Regions from separate parts of the Mus musculus genome. Here region 2 is linked to region 1. Evidence: chromatin contacts called from public Hi-C data. All regions are on one chromosome and are shown on one strand. The core of a region is the stretch at or near the end of the contact, and the rest is flanking DNA. Distances in the headings are between cores, read along the strand shown. Region 1 overlaps Ptprm (protein tyrosine phosphatase, receptor type, M). Region 2 overlaps Ptprm (protein tyrosine phosphatase, receptor type, M).

Region 1 (7,612 bases), core at 3,273-5,772:
TATTCTTAAATATTTTTAAAACATATTCTAATAAACTCCTAATTTCTAAGACTGGATGCACCTTAGTGCAGTTTTCAAACTTAAACTTTTTGCATTGTCTCCTTAGCAAAAGTCAGCAAAATCCACTACAGCCAACCCGGGAAGCTCTCACCTCCTCCTGCAGCCCCCATGTGTGTACTGTGTATTTCCAAGCCAGTGATAAGAAGAGAGATGTACATGGTGTCTTTTCATAGAGCATTTGCCTGTAAGATTAGAGCAGGCCAGTTGCTGAAAGTCCAAGATGCAATCACTGCTTCCATGATTCGTCAAGCAATAGTGTAGAAGTGACAGCCATCCCGTCTTCTCGTCACACCCTCTGTTTGTTGTTTGTCTGTTAGAAAATACATCTCTCCACTTAGAATGACTCCCCTATTCCCAGCGTAGACAGTTGTGTGGCTCAAGACAAAGTCTCCCCCTCATCTATCATGTAAGAAAATGCCTGTCTTGTAACAGGAACCAACAACTGCCCAAAACTTACTTGATATGGCTTTAAATTTTTATTACTTTTAAATTTATTACTGTTTCAGGTGTGTCTGGGGGGGGGGGGATGCATGCACGTGACAGCCCAAGTGCAGAAATGAAAGGACAGCTCATTAAAGTAGGTTCTCCTGTCTCACAGTGTGGGTGCTGGGGATCGAACTCAGGTCCGTAGGCTGGGCTTCAAGCACCTTTATCTGCTGAGCCATCTGGCTGGCCCTTTAACATTTTCCTCACTAGAGGCAAGGAAATGCGAACTAGATATGGAAATGAGCCACATACTTTCAAGTAGAAATAGTACTGTCTTTCCCTTTAAAGTCAGCGGCTCAGAAAGCACAGAGATTAGGAGAAGGCATTGATCACCCCACCTACCTCTCTTTACCTCATGAGGCTCTGCGCCATGAACTCATTCACCTTGAGTCTCCAACTCAATAGTTCCCAACCTTCCTAATGCTGCAACCCTTTATTATATCCCCTCATGCTGTGGGACCCTCATAATGTTATTGTCATTGCTACTGTTATGAATTATAATCTAAATATTTTTGGAGATAGAGGTTTGCCAAAGGGGTCGTGATGCACAAGTAGAGAACCACTGCACTGATGCCCACCTTAATAAGCGCTCGGAATAACAGCTCATGAACCCCTTCTAATCAAAACATGCTAAAAGCCAAGGTGCTGAAAAGGGATGGGATAGATTATTTTCCCATTTGCTGATTGGTATCTCCAGTCACCAATTAAATGGAAAGGATAGGGTCACAATAACTGTTTTTAAGAATAGGGGCTCTTGGAAGTCCTGTGATTGCCACACACACCAAAGACACTGCTTCAGGGTGAGCATCAGACCCCGTGGGAGGAGCCTCTGCCTGTCAGGAGTGGGGTGGGATGTCTGTACCTCTGTCACCCCCTCCAATGCAGCAGGAGTTCACCAGAAGATGTCAGAGTCTCCCTCAACGTCAGTTGTCTTCTCCTGTCTTCCTACAAAATAAAAAGGAGATGAATAAAAAAGACCATTTTAGATGTGTAGAAAAGGCAGGGAGAATTGAAATTGGCAATTAAATCATGACAAACTCAAAGTAGAATTACATTGTTAGAAGTCAAATAATAGTTATTACTCAAACTGCGAAATAATTGTCATTCGGAGGATAACAAAGACACTTCTCAGAACAAGAACAGTTGACTTTAAAAGTCCCCGGAGCTATTTTTAAATGTGTCACAGGGCAGAGCTGAGTTAACATACTGTAGCTTGGTATGGGTTACCTGTTTATGATCTCCGGGTTATATAGTGGTCATTCTCTGGATGAAATTACCTGATAAGTTTTCAATTGTACTTTCATCATCTCAATTTATTAATAACTTGAAAAAATTTTATATATCCTTTGTCCTCAGGATATATAAGCCAGTAGTATATGATTGTTACTTTAGCTGTTCATACACACAGCCTCTCATCTTTGTCTTTTTTATTTTATTTTTATTTTATATGTCTGAGTATTTTGTATGTGTGTATGTATTTTGCATGTGTGTACCTACAGAAGCCAGAGAAAGAGCATCTGACCCGCTAAAACTTGGGTTACAGATGATTGTGTGCTCCTGTGTGGATGCTGGGAGCCAAACCCAGGTCCTCTGCAAGAGCAGCAAGTGTTCTAGTCCACTAACTGATCTCTCCAGCCCTCCCCTACGTTTTTCACAATAATAAGTATATTTTAAAAGTAGCATGTCTTTTATGACCATGGCTAAGGGACCATAGATGGAGATGAGCAGTTCATACTCAGTTCCTGTGCTGGTGGCATGGTACTCTGGTCCCAGAATGCCAGGAAGTGGTGGCTGTTGCTGGTTTGTGCCATGGGCACACTGTTGACAAGGCTTACAATCCATGGTTGGACAGAGCAGTGGTCAGGCATTTTCCTGCCTATTAGTTGTGAAAACTCATCTGGGTCAGAGAAACAAGACCTGGTATGATGTAGACGATGGGGGTGGCACAGATTATGTCTGGATGAAGCCTGTGACGTGTGCACAGGTGGCTCTGTGCTCAGGTATCATTTGCTCCTCAGTGGTTCATGGGTTGGAAGTTCGGTCTTTACTGTGCTCATGTTTCGTCTCAAATTGGAGTCTTTAAGAACCAGAACCTGCTGACACGTTCTTAAATCAGCTGGGGGTGGCCCTCTGAAGGGATTATGGAAGCCGAGTCTCTCAGCTTTCCTGTGTTCTACTCTGACCCCTGGCAACCCCACCACCACCACCACCACGTGAGCTACTAACATAATGCCATCTACCACCAGAAGCCAAGCAGACAGGGCTACCTAATCCAGCTGTGAATTAACGTGCCTTTTGTCTTTATAAGTAACCTGCTTCTAGAACATCATATATAGTGTGGGAAATGGACTAATACAAACCAGTTTCCAAAGCCTTGAGTAGTTTATTATATCACAGCAAATATATACTATAACAAGGCAGTGCAGCCCTTCATTCACTGGCAAATATTTATTGAATGCAAACTGTGAGTGGACAAGCTCGCTCTCTCATGCAGTCCCCTCTTCTCAGGCAAACATAGACCGTGCTGAGCACGGTTCACTGTGCACATGGTCCAGTTGCTGTACACCAGGCAGCTCGGTCTGCACCTCCCCGAGCCCTCCCTCTGCAGTGCCAGGGATGACAAGAAATAAGCTTCACTCAACGCCCACGTTTACTACCACGGGCTGCCAGCAACTTCTGCGTGGTGTCGGCCATGCAAGGGCTCCATGGGCACTAGAGAGGGAGTAAGAGCCACCCAGATCAGTCTTGCCACTTGTCCACTCATAGCAAAAAGCATTTTCATTATAAGTGGGACAGAGAAACCTAAGCCCTCAGACACAATACATCCAGATAAAATTCAGAGTATATAGCAGGATTTTAATCTTGAGGTCATAAAGTTTTGGCTTTCCCATTCTAGCCCAGAATAACATTCCTTTGGTTATTTATTGGAGGGGGGGGGGAGGTATATCTTAAAAGAGTAATGGGAACTTGCAATATAATGAAGAAATTTGGGGAAATGTTGGATTTTTTTTTCTCCTTCAAATACTCCAATAGGGCATTGTTTAAATAAATTGTGGGATTTTTCTCTGTATCCTCTATATCTGTGCGGTGCTAGCCAATGTAAAACAAAGCTTGGCGAAAGCCAAATAAAATATTCCCCCAAGTAAGACAGCATCATTCTCACTATGACTGCCTGCCTGACCACCATCCCACATCTGAAGGACACCCCCCCTCCCGTTCCAACCCCTCTGTTCACTACATCTAACTGCTATGCACTAAGTCTCTCTCTCTTTCTCTCTCTTCCAGAGCTTCTTTGAAGGACAGTCTGCACCATGGGACTCTGCTAAGAAAGACGAGAACAGAATGAAGAACAGATACGGGAACATCATTGCATGTAAGTGGTGGTGGCGGCAGTCCAACCCCCCTCCCCCAGGCTCGGGCTGTGAGAATTCACCATGCAATGCCTGCCTTTGTATTTCCGGCAAGAGCTGGTGTCAAGGCCCCGTGCTAAGTGAAGGAAAAAATCGTCTGTGACCCCCAACCACCTCAGTGCATCCTCCCGGAGGGCCTGGTTTTCCTTTGAGATGCAGGGTCTATGGAACACAGGGAATGTCACAAAGCAGAGGAAGAAAATGCATTTTGGAAGGAGCAAACATCGTAGACTTTAACGTTCCCCAACTGCTGCATGAGAATGAACAGAAGTAATGGCTTGGCTCACAGCAGGCTTCTCGCACAGAGCTCCGCACTCTTTGGCACATTAATCCTCCAGACACTGGGTTAGGTAGGTCAGTAATAGCCCCATTTTAAGGGCAGGAAAGCGAAACTCAGGAGTTAAATGATAGTCTCCGTATCACAATACTCATTAGCAAAGGGGCTAGGATTATATCTCAGAAATTCCCAGCGCCTGTGAAACCGAACACTGCCATCCATAATGCCTCAGACAGCTTTTAAATCGAGCCCAACCTCATTAATGTTCCGTAGCCATGCCGAGCTCCGAGCAGATTGATGAGCCCCCTTCTCCCAGGGCTCGGACCATCCATTCTCTGTGTTCAACTGCTCCGAGTCATTCAGGATGACATCAAGGTGCCAGCGGCCCACAGTGGTCACCCAACAGTCCAGCCATTTCTGAAGGAGCAGAAAGCACAACAGCAGGAAGCTGGGCCTGGCGAGCGCCTCTCTCATCACATCTTGTTACTCGGGAATGAACAAACTTGGAGGGCACAGGACCTTCAAGGGAGCTGTGCATTTGCTTCATCGATTGTGAGAGTGCAGCTACATTCTGCCTGCTTGCCGGAGCATTCCTTGACTTGACAGGACAGTTGCTATGGTCGTGACGCCCCGACATTCCCTGTGCTTTTGGAAATGTTCTGATCCGATCAAGTCCCAGGTTGCTAGGTACTTGAAATATGGCTGTCATGACTGAGACACCGATTTTTTTTTTCTTTTAACTTTTGTTTCCTTCCCATTTCTTCTGAGTTTAAATAGCACTCGAGACTAGTGGCTGCCGTCCTGGATGGTTGTTTTCATTACTTTTCTGTCCCCATGACAAAACACTGTGACCAAGGCAACTAATACAAGAAGCATTTAATTTGGGGCTCACAGTTCAAGAGGGTTAGAGTCCATGACCTCCGTGGCAGGAAGCATAATAGCACGGAGGGGCATGACACTGGAATAGTAGCTGAGAGCTTCTATCCTTATCAACAAGTAGAAGGCAAGTGAAAGAGAGAAACCTGGAAGGCATGGGCTTTTGAAACCTCAAAGTTTACCCCCATTGACACACCTCCTCCAACAAGACCACGCCTCCAAATCCTTCCCAAACAGTTCAAGCAACTGGGGACCAAGTACCATGCATAAGAGCCTATGGGGTCATTCTCATTCAAACCACCACAGAAGTACATAGTGTTGACGTGTTTTATACAAAGAAAAGAGTAGTTTTATACACAGAACATGCAGGGCTCTAGCCAAGCCTTGCCTTCCCTTTGGCTACCAATAACAAAAGACTGCTGGCTTTTCAAGAGTATGAATGTCGCAGCCGTGTGCTTCATTGACTGTTTTTTTTAAACTCACCATGGTTGTTTAAGGGTTTGTATCTGTATGGTTGTCACAGGCAGGCAGGGTGCCCCAAGGTTGAGAGTTTGACTTCCCCTTGGTGAAGTGTGTTTGTGCTCTGGTACACTTTATCAGAATTAAACACTGAGATTACACAGATGACAACACCAGCCCTTATCCCTGCCCCAAGACAGAACCAACAAGCGCTTGAAGGCCATGTTAAAGGAAGTTTGGGGAAGTAGAGCTTCAAGCTCGCTTCTCCATGAAGTTTGGTTTAATACTGACCCTGTGGGTTACTTGCGAGGGTCTGTGCATATGCATGTTTGAGTGCATCACATGTGAGGTGGATGTGTAGGTACATAGATGACCAGAAGAGCTTGAGAGCCCTAGTCTATCTCTTTCTGCTATATCTCCTTAGAACACAATATGTCACTGAACTTGGAGCTGGGCTGGTGGCCAGAAAGCTGCATTGTCTTGTCTCTCCCCTCCGTAATACTAAGGTGATGTGTAAGTCACAGCCATGTCTGGCTTTTTTATGCAGGTCCTGGGGATTTGAACAGCAGGCAGTCTTACTGAACTGTCTCCCCTCCAAATGTGTGTCTGTCTGTCTGTCTGTCTGTCTGTCTGTCTGCCTGTCTATCTGTGTGTGTATCTGTCTGTGTCTGTATATATGTGTGTGTATATATATGTTTGTCTATCCGTGTCTGTGTATGTATGTCTGTGTGTATGTATCTGTCTGTCTGTATCTGTGTATGTGTGTATGTGTCTGTCTGTGTCTGTTTATATATGTGTGTGTCTGTCAGTTTGTGTCTTTCTATATGTGTGTGTGCCTGTGTGTGTGCGCGCATGCGCACAAGCATGTGTGTATACACCACTTGCATGACTTGTGTCTGAGGAAGCCAAAAGAGAGCATGGGAGGGCATCTGTAACTGGAGTTACAGATGGGTATAGATAGCCTATGAGTGCTGGGCATCAGACCTGGGTGCTCTGGAAGAGCAGCCAGTACTCTTCACCTCTGAGTCTCTCTCCAGCCCAAGAGACACTAACTATGTGGCGTGTCTATTTTAAAAGCCATATGAGTAGTGCGAAGGTGAGTGGCATGGTAGGAGGACTGGATCTGGCTTGTGTCACAGAAGATGCGCTCAGAAGTGAACAGACTTATATCTTGCTGACACCGGGGGTTTCCAGTCTGAGAGCCAGACAGGCCAAGACAGGCAGGAAATGCTGGAGCTCTTACTGTCAGGTAGGAACCACATTGCAGAAGCCCTGCTGAGACCTGAGGGGGTAATATAAGGAGAAGACACATGATCAGGAAAGACCTGAAGGGAGATCAGGAGAGCATAGGACTTAGGATTAGGAGACAGAATCAAGAGTCCCACTCTGCTTTTAGATGAATGTCCCTGGCCAAGTCATGATTCTACTTAATGACATAATTTTCTAATGACCTATTACAGAAGTGAACCTAATGCTACGATGACATCACTCTTCGTTGTGACGAGTTAAGGTTCATTTTCTTTATCTCTACTTTTGTGTTATTTTTATGTAGCTTAGAAAAATCACAATACTATTTAAAATGAAACCATGAAAGACTGAGCAAATCAGTATTGTGGAGCTTCAAACAGTTTCCTCAGGTGAACACTGTGGCCAGCTCTGCACAGGCTGGGCTGTGGCGTGCATCTCTGTGTGACATGGCTACCTGTGGCCTGGCATGTTGCATTTTCTAATTTCTGGGTTCCATCCATTCTACCTCCTCTTTGCTCTCTCTCAGCATTTCCACTGGATTGCATTGCTTGTGTGCCTTTCTAGGGATGATGTCACACAGAAACTACCCTGCTCCAGCCACACCATCCAGTCTCCTGCCTTCTCCACAGCACCCAGACGCCTCTCCCACTGCACAGCTTCTCCCACTGCACAGCTTCTCCCACTGCACAGCTTCTCCCACTACACAGCTTCTCCCTCCATAAAGCTTCTCCCACTGCATAACTTCTCCTACCTCACAGCTTCTCCCACCACATAGCTTCTCCCACCTCACAGCTTC
Region 2 (7,612 bases), core at 1,526-4,025, 500 kb before region 1:
ACCCAGCTTGAGTGTCTGACTATCCACTGTAGTGACCGTGCACCTCTGTCATACTTAGTTCAGGCTGCTAAATGTGAAGGACTCTTTAAAGTCAGGTAGGAAGGAGGCCAGGAGGAATTCCCATGGGCCTGTACTCCAAAGCTCTACTCTGTAAAATATATAATCCTCCCTGGGTGCAGGACTTGGGGATGGAGGACATTGGTGGTTAGTGTTGATTGTGATGTTTATTCTGTCCTGTTCCACAGCCAGGAACAGTGTCCCTTGTTTCTGGAAGGATGCATTCTGCCTACAGCTGGCCTGAGCGTGGCAGGGAACAGTCATAAGAAGAAGGGAGGCTGGGAGGTCACTAAAGGCCAAGTCAGAAGACACCTTATCTCACAAGCTAGGAAAAATTCTTTTCTCCATGGCCTTCAGGGCATAGTGATAACTGGGCTCTATAAAAAGAGGGTTTGAAGAAAAGATACATGTGGTGAAGAGAAAGAGAAGATAAAGGAGGCCGAGAGGGAACTGATTCATCCCAGTAAAGAAGCTAAAACCACTGTGGAGGTAAAAACCATCTCAGTGACCCCAGATACAGCAAACATGAAAACTCAGAGAAGCAGGCCTCAGAAAGGAAGCACAGAGCATGGCCTAGAGAGCTCTGAACTGGTGTGTGTATGTGTATATGTATGTGTGTGTATGTGTGTGAGTTTGTGTGTGTGTGTGTGTGTGTGTATGTGTATACATGTGTGTATGTGTGTGTATACTTGTCTGTATGTGTATGTGTTTATATGTGTGTATGTGTGTGTGTACATGTATGTATGTATATGTGGGTGTATGTGTGTGTATATGTATGTGTCTATGTGTGTGCCTGTGTGTATGTGCGTGTACATACATGTGTGCATATGTGTATGTTTGTGGGTGTGTATGTGTGTAAATGGGTGTGAATGTGTGTGTACCTGTGTATATGTGTGTACGTGTGTATGTGTATATGTGTTTGTGTGTATGTGTGTGTATGTGTGTATTTGTGTGTGTACATGTTTGTGTGTGTGTATGGATATGTGTGTATATGTGTGTATATGTATGTGTGTATTGTTTATGTATGTGTGTGTCTGTGTGTATTGTGTATGTATGTGTGTGCATATGTATGTATGTATGTGTATGTGTGTGCACATGTGTGTGTGTGGATGTATATATGTCTATGTGTGTGTGTGGTGAAGATGATAAAAGGTTGCTTTTTTGTTTTCCCAATGGAAAAGAATGAAAACTGCCCCACCCCTGCTCCTTCAATGAGATAATAGAAGAAATTCCTACTGATAAAAATATGGCCTTGTATGCACATGGCAGGTCAAAGGTTACACTATCTACTGGGAACAAAACTCTTTGGAAAGAATACATTATCGGCCAGTCTCTGGGCACCTCAGGCCAGCAGAAAGCAATTGCCTGATGTGAACAGTGGTCAAGAAGAACAGGACTCGCGTGCTTCCTGCTGAAGGCAGTGAAGGAGGTACGGACGGATACATGTGTATCTGCAGAGCCTCCCTCAGTCCCACCTGTGAACGCCCATTCTCACCGACACACAATGGTGTACACTCATGAGGAAGATGTGACATTTCTATACGTGGACACAAAACACCAATCACCTCAAACACTCAAATTTCCATGGTGGCAACATCAAACACAGAGCTGCCAAGCACTTGTAGTTGTTTGAAATACACACAAACGGTGAACCCATATTCCCCAGGGTCATGCTGTAGTGACATCTACATATAGTATCATGATGTCAAACACTGGGAGTAACTTCCTCCCATCTCACTACCCACCTGTTCTTCCTCTTCCTCCCCACCTTTACAACCTCCAGTGACCTCTCGTGGGCTCTCTATTTCCTGTCCTCAACAAGTGTAGTTTTTACCTAACAGTGAGAACATGTTTTGTTGTTACTGTTAGTTGTTTGTTTCCCTCTCTTTGAACATAGCTTGTTTCACTTATCATCATGACCACTAGACAGGTTCAGTTAATGTAGATAACAAGATTTCATTGTCCTTCACTGTTAAATACTTTCCCAATATGTAATGTGCGCCATATTTTCTTTAATCATCTACCAAGGGACACTGGTTGATTCCATTGCTAGCAAACCTGCTATGAGCATGGAGTACAGTTGTCTCCTTAATGCACTGGGATCTTTTCCTTTGTATGTATTTTCCCAGAAATGAGATGGCTGGATGATATGGGCGATCTTGTTGGTTTTGTTTGGGTCACGAACGAGTGTACTGATTTACATTTCCATCAGCAATACACAAATGATCTTTCTCAACATCCTTGTCCACACTGGCTGCTTTTTACTTTAGTAATGAGGAAGGCTGTGTTTCATCAAGTAGAGAATTACACAGACTTAAACCTGTTCTTCAAAAATGTAGAAACACGGGGAGGAAGCCCCAGCAGTGAACGCAAGCTGGAAACATGGGATCATACAAACATGGATTCTACGCAGAGACTCCTGCTCCGTTGATGTCCACATGGCTGGTATATGGAGTGTTTGAAGCCCTGGTGCTTCTCAAAGGTAGCCAAATTAGAAAGGAATTCCCATAAAAGGTGAAACAGGACCCCAGGAAGATGAAGGAATTCGATCCTCTGGGTGGGTAGAGGACTGGTATTGTAACACACAGTCAAGGTTTACTGTCCCTGGCATTCCGTTCTGTGCTTGCTCCTGCTTGGCTTCTCTTGAGAGCTAGTGTTAGATTAGAATATGACAGAGGAACAGAAAGAGAAACTGAAGAGGAGGCTGACAAAGCAGGCTGAGCTGCCACATATGGCTCACACAACTCCCAAGCTCGCCTGCTGCTGCAGATGGGCGCCAAGCCCTTCCTGTGGGAAAGGCTCATGACCTACTTGCCCCCCATCAGACCCCTTCCTCCCCACCTTGTCACCTCTTCACATTGCTGTGTATCTGTGTCCAAGCTCCCAGATCATGAACCTCTATGAGCTATGCCACATCCAGAACACACAACTCAAAAGCGTAGGTTTTCTTCTTCCATCATGCCTAACGGTGGTGATGGAAAGAAATACTTGTATCATGTGGGGCTGCTAGTTGGAGCCTGAAGCAGCCCCTGCTTAATTATTCCTTTTTCTCTGTGAGGGCCAGGACTGCAGAAGCCGGTATGGAGGAAGCTTGGGAGGCCCTGAGAACAGAGGGATACATTTCAGGCAGTCTTTTCTAGTGAATGAAAGAAAATGCTAAGAAAGGTTAAACCAGAGAGTGGGTTGGCAGAGTTAAGAAGCTTGAAGTCTGAGGTCATGAGTTTTTGGGGGTTGTCCTTTTCCTAAGTGGTGACAAAATTCAGGTAAGGTTTGTCTATGTTTCAGCAAAAGAGAAAAGCAAGCTGTTGGTGGATTTCTCTTCTTTTTGAACGCAGTGCCGAACATCAGACACTTGTAGAAGCAAAATCAATAAGCAAGCGACAATAATGCGTTGGGCAGAATTTTGTCCAGCTAATAAGAATGTAGCTCTTATTCTGCTCAGAGTCACATTGCCATGAGCCACACACAGTCCTTTGTTCAGCTGAAGTGGAATGAAATGTATTTTAGTTCTACCAGTTCAGAACATCAACAGGAGGTTAAAAGAGGCCCCACCTCTCCATGCGTCTGTCTTGTGGACCCAGTTTGTGACTTTAAGGATTTAAGATTGTTGTATGTTGCTGTGGTAACAAGTTAAGTATTTGTCAATGGTATCATTTAAAAATGTAAAGAAATCTTTATGTATGCGTACTTGTGTTTGTCTTATGACATGCGTTTGTTGCGTGTCTATGCATGTATACATGTATGTTTGAGCACACACATGCATGGCATGCATGCAGAGGTCACAAGGCATTGGGTGTTGCTCCTCACTTTCAGCCTTCTCTGAAACAGAGTATCTCACTCTGTTTGCCCAGTGCTTCTTGTGCCAGGCTACCTGGCCCATGTGCAGTGTATACTATCATTTCTGGCTTTTTGTGTGGTTTTGGAGCATCCGAACTCAGGTGGTCAGATGCATATGGCAATCCCTGTACCGCACTGAGCCTTGTTCCCAGATTCCCGACTATCTCTTGAATGTGAGTCAATTTGGAGGAAAACTTAGTCTAAATCAGTTTTTGGAAAAAAAAAATCTCACTTGTATTCTATTTTCCCTCACCACCATTGAATGCTCTCCCGGCACAAGGTCAAGGCAGACAAAATCTGAGCTGGAGCAGGGAGCTCAGGGATGCCACCTCTGGCTGGGACGGTATTGGCACCTGATGACTGGGAGAGGAGTACTTGGTTTTTTCCAGGGATGGTCTTATACCCACGTTCATACAGACAGCACTAAGTGAACTCAGCCAGTTCACTGAAGAGAGGACAGTGGTTGTAAAGGGATAGGGAGGACTCATAGGGGAAGACTCATGAGAGGACTCATGGAGAGGGATTCATGGGAGGATTCATAGGGGAGGACTCATGGGGAGGATTCATAGGGGAGGACTAATGGGGAGGATTCATAGGGGAGGACTAATGGGGAGGAGTCATGGGAGGACTCAGGGGAGGACTCATGGTAGGATTCATAGGGGAGGACTCATGGGGAAGATTCATAGGGGAGGGCCCATTTAGAGGACTCATAGAGGAGAGCAAGAAGGGGGTACAGATTAGGGCAAAATACACAAGTATGTATGAAATTTTCAAACAATAAAACAGAAGAAAAAAATTAACCACACTTTCTAAACATGGCAGAGGTGAGTGTTCCTTCAGGCTGCTGTTGGGTCCTTGCAATTTGTGTGTGTGTGTGTGTGTGTGTGTGTGTGTGTATGTGTGTGTGTGTCTGTTGGGACCTTCCTTCTCTTTAGTGTTCTCAAACCACCAAGTCTCCTTGCATTCTGTCTGCATTTTAGATCACTTCACATATGGAACCAACTGAGGACTTTGTGGTATTCTGAGCAGAGCTGAGAAGCACCGGATGTATGGGAGTCCTCCTGGGAGAGAGGTCACAGGGAGGCCGCCCCAGAAGCCCATTGAGATTGCTTGCATTTTCTTGGATGGAATGCAAATAACCACGAAAGTGAAATCCAAACCAAACATCTCAAGAAGTTCACCAACATACCCAACTCACTCTCATTGCTCTGATGGGGACAGTAAACACACAGACTGCTCAGAGACAGGCCTTCGGATTGTCACCCGCAGGTCCTGATGTTGACCCCAGTTAACCCTGCATCCAACCCTTCCCTTTATCACTCAGCAACTTTGTAAACATTCCCAGTTACAGTGAAGTTGGTTCTGGACTGGGAAAAGAGTGCTCATTTTTTAATCATGTTTTTAATTATAAAATTACTGTGTACATAAATGGTACTGGGCTAAGGCATCAAGGAGCAACACAGTAATTCCGACTTGGTTCTGACTCTTAATAACTGTACTCTAAGCATTTAGGAACTCAGAGAAGAAAAACCATTTTCTTCCCTTACCTTTTCAATATTGTTGCCACCATACTCTTGGCTATTAGCAAATGATATTTATTGTTACAGTTATTGGAAAAAGGCTTTCATCTCCTGGGTAGCCCATTTTCTGTTGCCTGCCCCCCCCCCTCTCCCACAGACTGGGCAATTTATAAAGTAGCAAGGTTTAGTCAGTTTTCAGTTCTGCAGGTTCAAGGCCAAGAGGCTGCACCTGCTGAGGTCACCTTTGCTGGTGGGACACTCATCTCTGCCATGCTTGCAAAGTGAGGTTACTTTTCCATCCTGTCTTACTGTTTGAGAATTTCACTTTGCTGGGGTTGCACATGACATCCTATGGTAAACGAAAACCTTCTGTTACACGTTTCTGCTCTTAAGCCTTGGTCCCTTTGCATCAGAGCCTGGCTCCATGGCATCCTTTAGCCGTCTATTCCTGAAGTCCCTACTCTACAAGTACCCTGGTTGGACTGTTTCTATCTTCTTAATGTTTCCAACAAAGATGACATTCCATCCCGAGTGTAGTGGGGGGACACTCAAACAGGAGTATCTTCTGAGAGTCTCCTGGCCTTCAGGGAAGGTTGTCTGTCTTCCCTGCCAATCAACTCCACTAATTGCTATGACAACGCATTATTTATCCCTCCCCTTCTGGCACTCAACAGAATTGCATATCTCAGCAGCATCTTCACGAAAGTGTTTGGTGGATGCCCACCTTCCAAAGTTGCTCAGTAGTCAGGTGTTCTTCCTCCCCCCCCCCCCATATCCTCCCATCTCACTATTCCCTCTTCCCTTTGTGAGCGTGATTGTTTTAAAACAAGAATGAAATAAATAAACGATGATGTTTTTTGTTAAGTCTATAAAAGCAGAGACTTTCAGAGTGTTTAGAACGGCACCCATAAGTTGCCGAGCTGTGTCACCTCGGGTACGCTGAGCAACTTTGCCAGTGATGTCACTGATGTGCCAGATCTAGGGCCAGCTTTCTAATTCTGGATGGAAAGGCTGACAGTTCCCATTTCTTTCTAGGCGTAATGGATTCCACGTTCTGTTCATTCCAGCTGCCCCTCCCCCCCCCCCCCCCGCTCTTCTTTCATCATCAGTGAAACCCTTTCCGTCTCCCATCCGATGAGGCAGCTGTGTAAACCTCATGGGTCTCTTCTGCACCTGCCCTGGGGCTGCCAGAGACATCCCACATTTCACTGCTCACACAACCCTGCTGGAACCTTCCTCTAGTGAGGGCATTTGAGGTGTTTGGAGGTGAACAAGCACACTGTGTGAGAGAAGTAGGTGGCTTCTTTCCTCACCAGCGTTGGATATTTTTGGGCAAAACTGATAGATGGTCATAGTTTACAAAGAGATTGATACACAATACATGTTCATTGCCCCCTAAGAGTGGCAGACCTCAATGACTGAGATGCCTGTTCTTGTCTATAGCAGATGAAGCAGGGGGCTGATGCAGAAAGAGAAAATGGGCTTCCTGGTGACTTGCTCTTTACACCCACATTGTTCCATTCTCTAACACACACACACACACACACACACACACACACACACTGTCACCTTCTCCAAGACACAGACTCACTCTGGCTTTGTTCACCTGTGGCTGAATTCTTCTAGATACTCTGATCCTTTACAAAGAGGAAAATCCAAACTGTTTCCCCTCTTACATCAGTCCACAAGCCCCTGATTCTCCTCTGGAGCCCTTTCTAGCCTAGCCTGCTATCTATCAGTACACCTTGGTCTGGTTGGATTCACAGCTGTTGCCCATGTGGGTAGCAATATCTGGCCTCTAAATGACAAGTTTTCCATGTCCCCAACTTATAGCGCCCTACCCCACCTGTTGCCTATCCATGCCTCTGCCATCCTTAGTGTAAGGAGCCTGGGTCCCAAGGTCAGATAGATAAGGACTTAGTGAAGGGATACACAGAGGAGATAGCAGCAGGCAGAATGTGCTCTGGCAAAGGGGGATTCATGGAGGCGTGCATGGGACTTGCGAAAGCTGAGTAGAAGGACTTGGAACTCTGTCCTTGAATAGGTAGGTGTTCTCCTAGAAATGCAAGGATACCCCCAAAGTGGATGTGGGCTGGGAAGCCAGGAATAACTCTCAGCTCATGGTAGCTCTCAGCACAATGAGAAGTCTCCTCTTCCTTGGAATATTCCTGCTATGAACTGGTTTCTCCAGCAAAATG

What was found. A called contact is a pair of places that touch in the nucleus more often than the background predicts.
Region 2: a contact with region 1 is called in a Hi-C map of nephron progenitors, with 3 times the contacts expected there. The contact joins two enhancer-like sites.

What each region holds. Positions count from the first base shown.
Region 1 is chr17:66,758,436-66,766,047 of GRCm38.p6, reverse strand. Ptprm (protein tyrosine phosphatase, receptor type, M) reads left to right here. Exons shown (of 31, transcript NM_008984.2): 18 at 3,832-3,919. Among named protein-coding and RNA genes, the nearest start is that of 1700016K05Rik, 48 kb to the right of the region's middle. Within about 2 kb of position 4,522, at least 9 of the 459 cell types and tissues checked have an H3K27ac peak or open chromatin away from gene starts, as enhancers often do. A contact at or near this core is called in nephron progenitors, where this site is marked.
Region 2 is chr17:67,255,359-67,262,970 of GRCm38.p6, reverse strand. All of the region lies in intron 1 of Ptprm (protein tyrosine phosphatase, receptor type, M), which reads left to right. Among named protein-coding and RNA genes, the nearest start is that of Gm52313, 31 kb to the left of the region's middle. Within about 2 kb of position 2,775, at least 9 of the 459 cell types and tissues checked have an H3K27ac peak or open chromatin away from gene starts, as enhancers often do. A contact at or near this core is called in nephron progenitors, where this site is marked.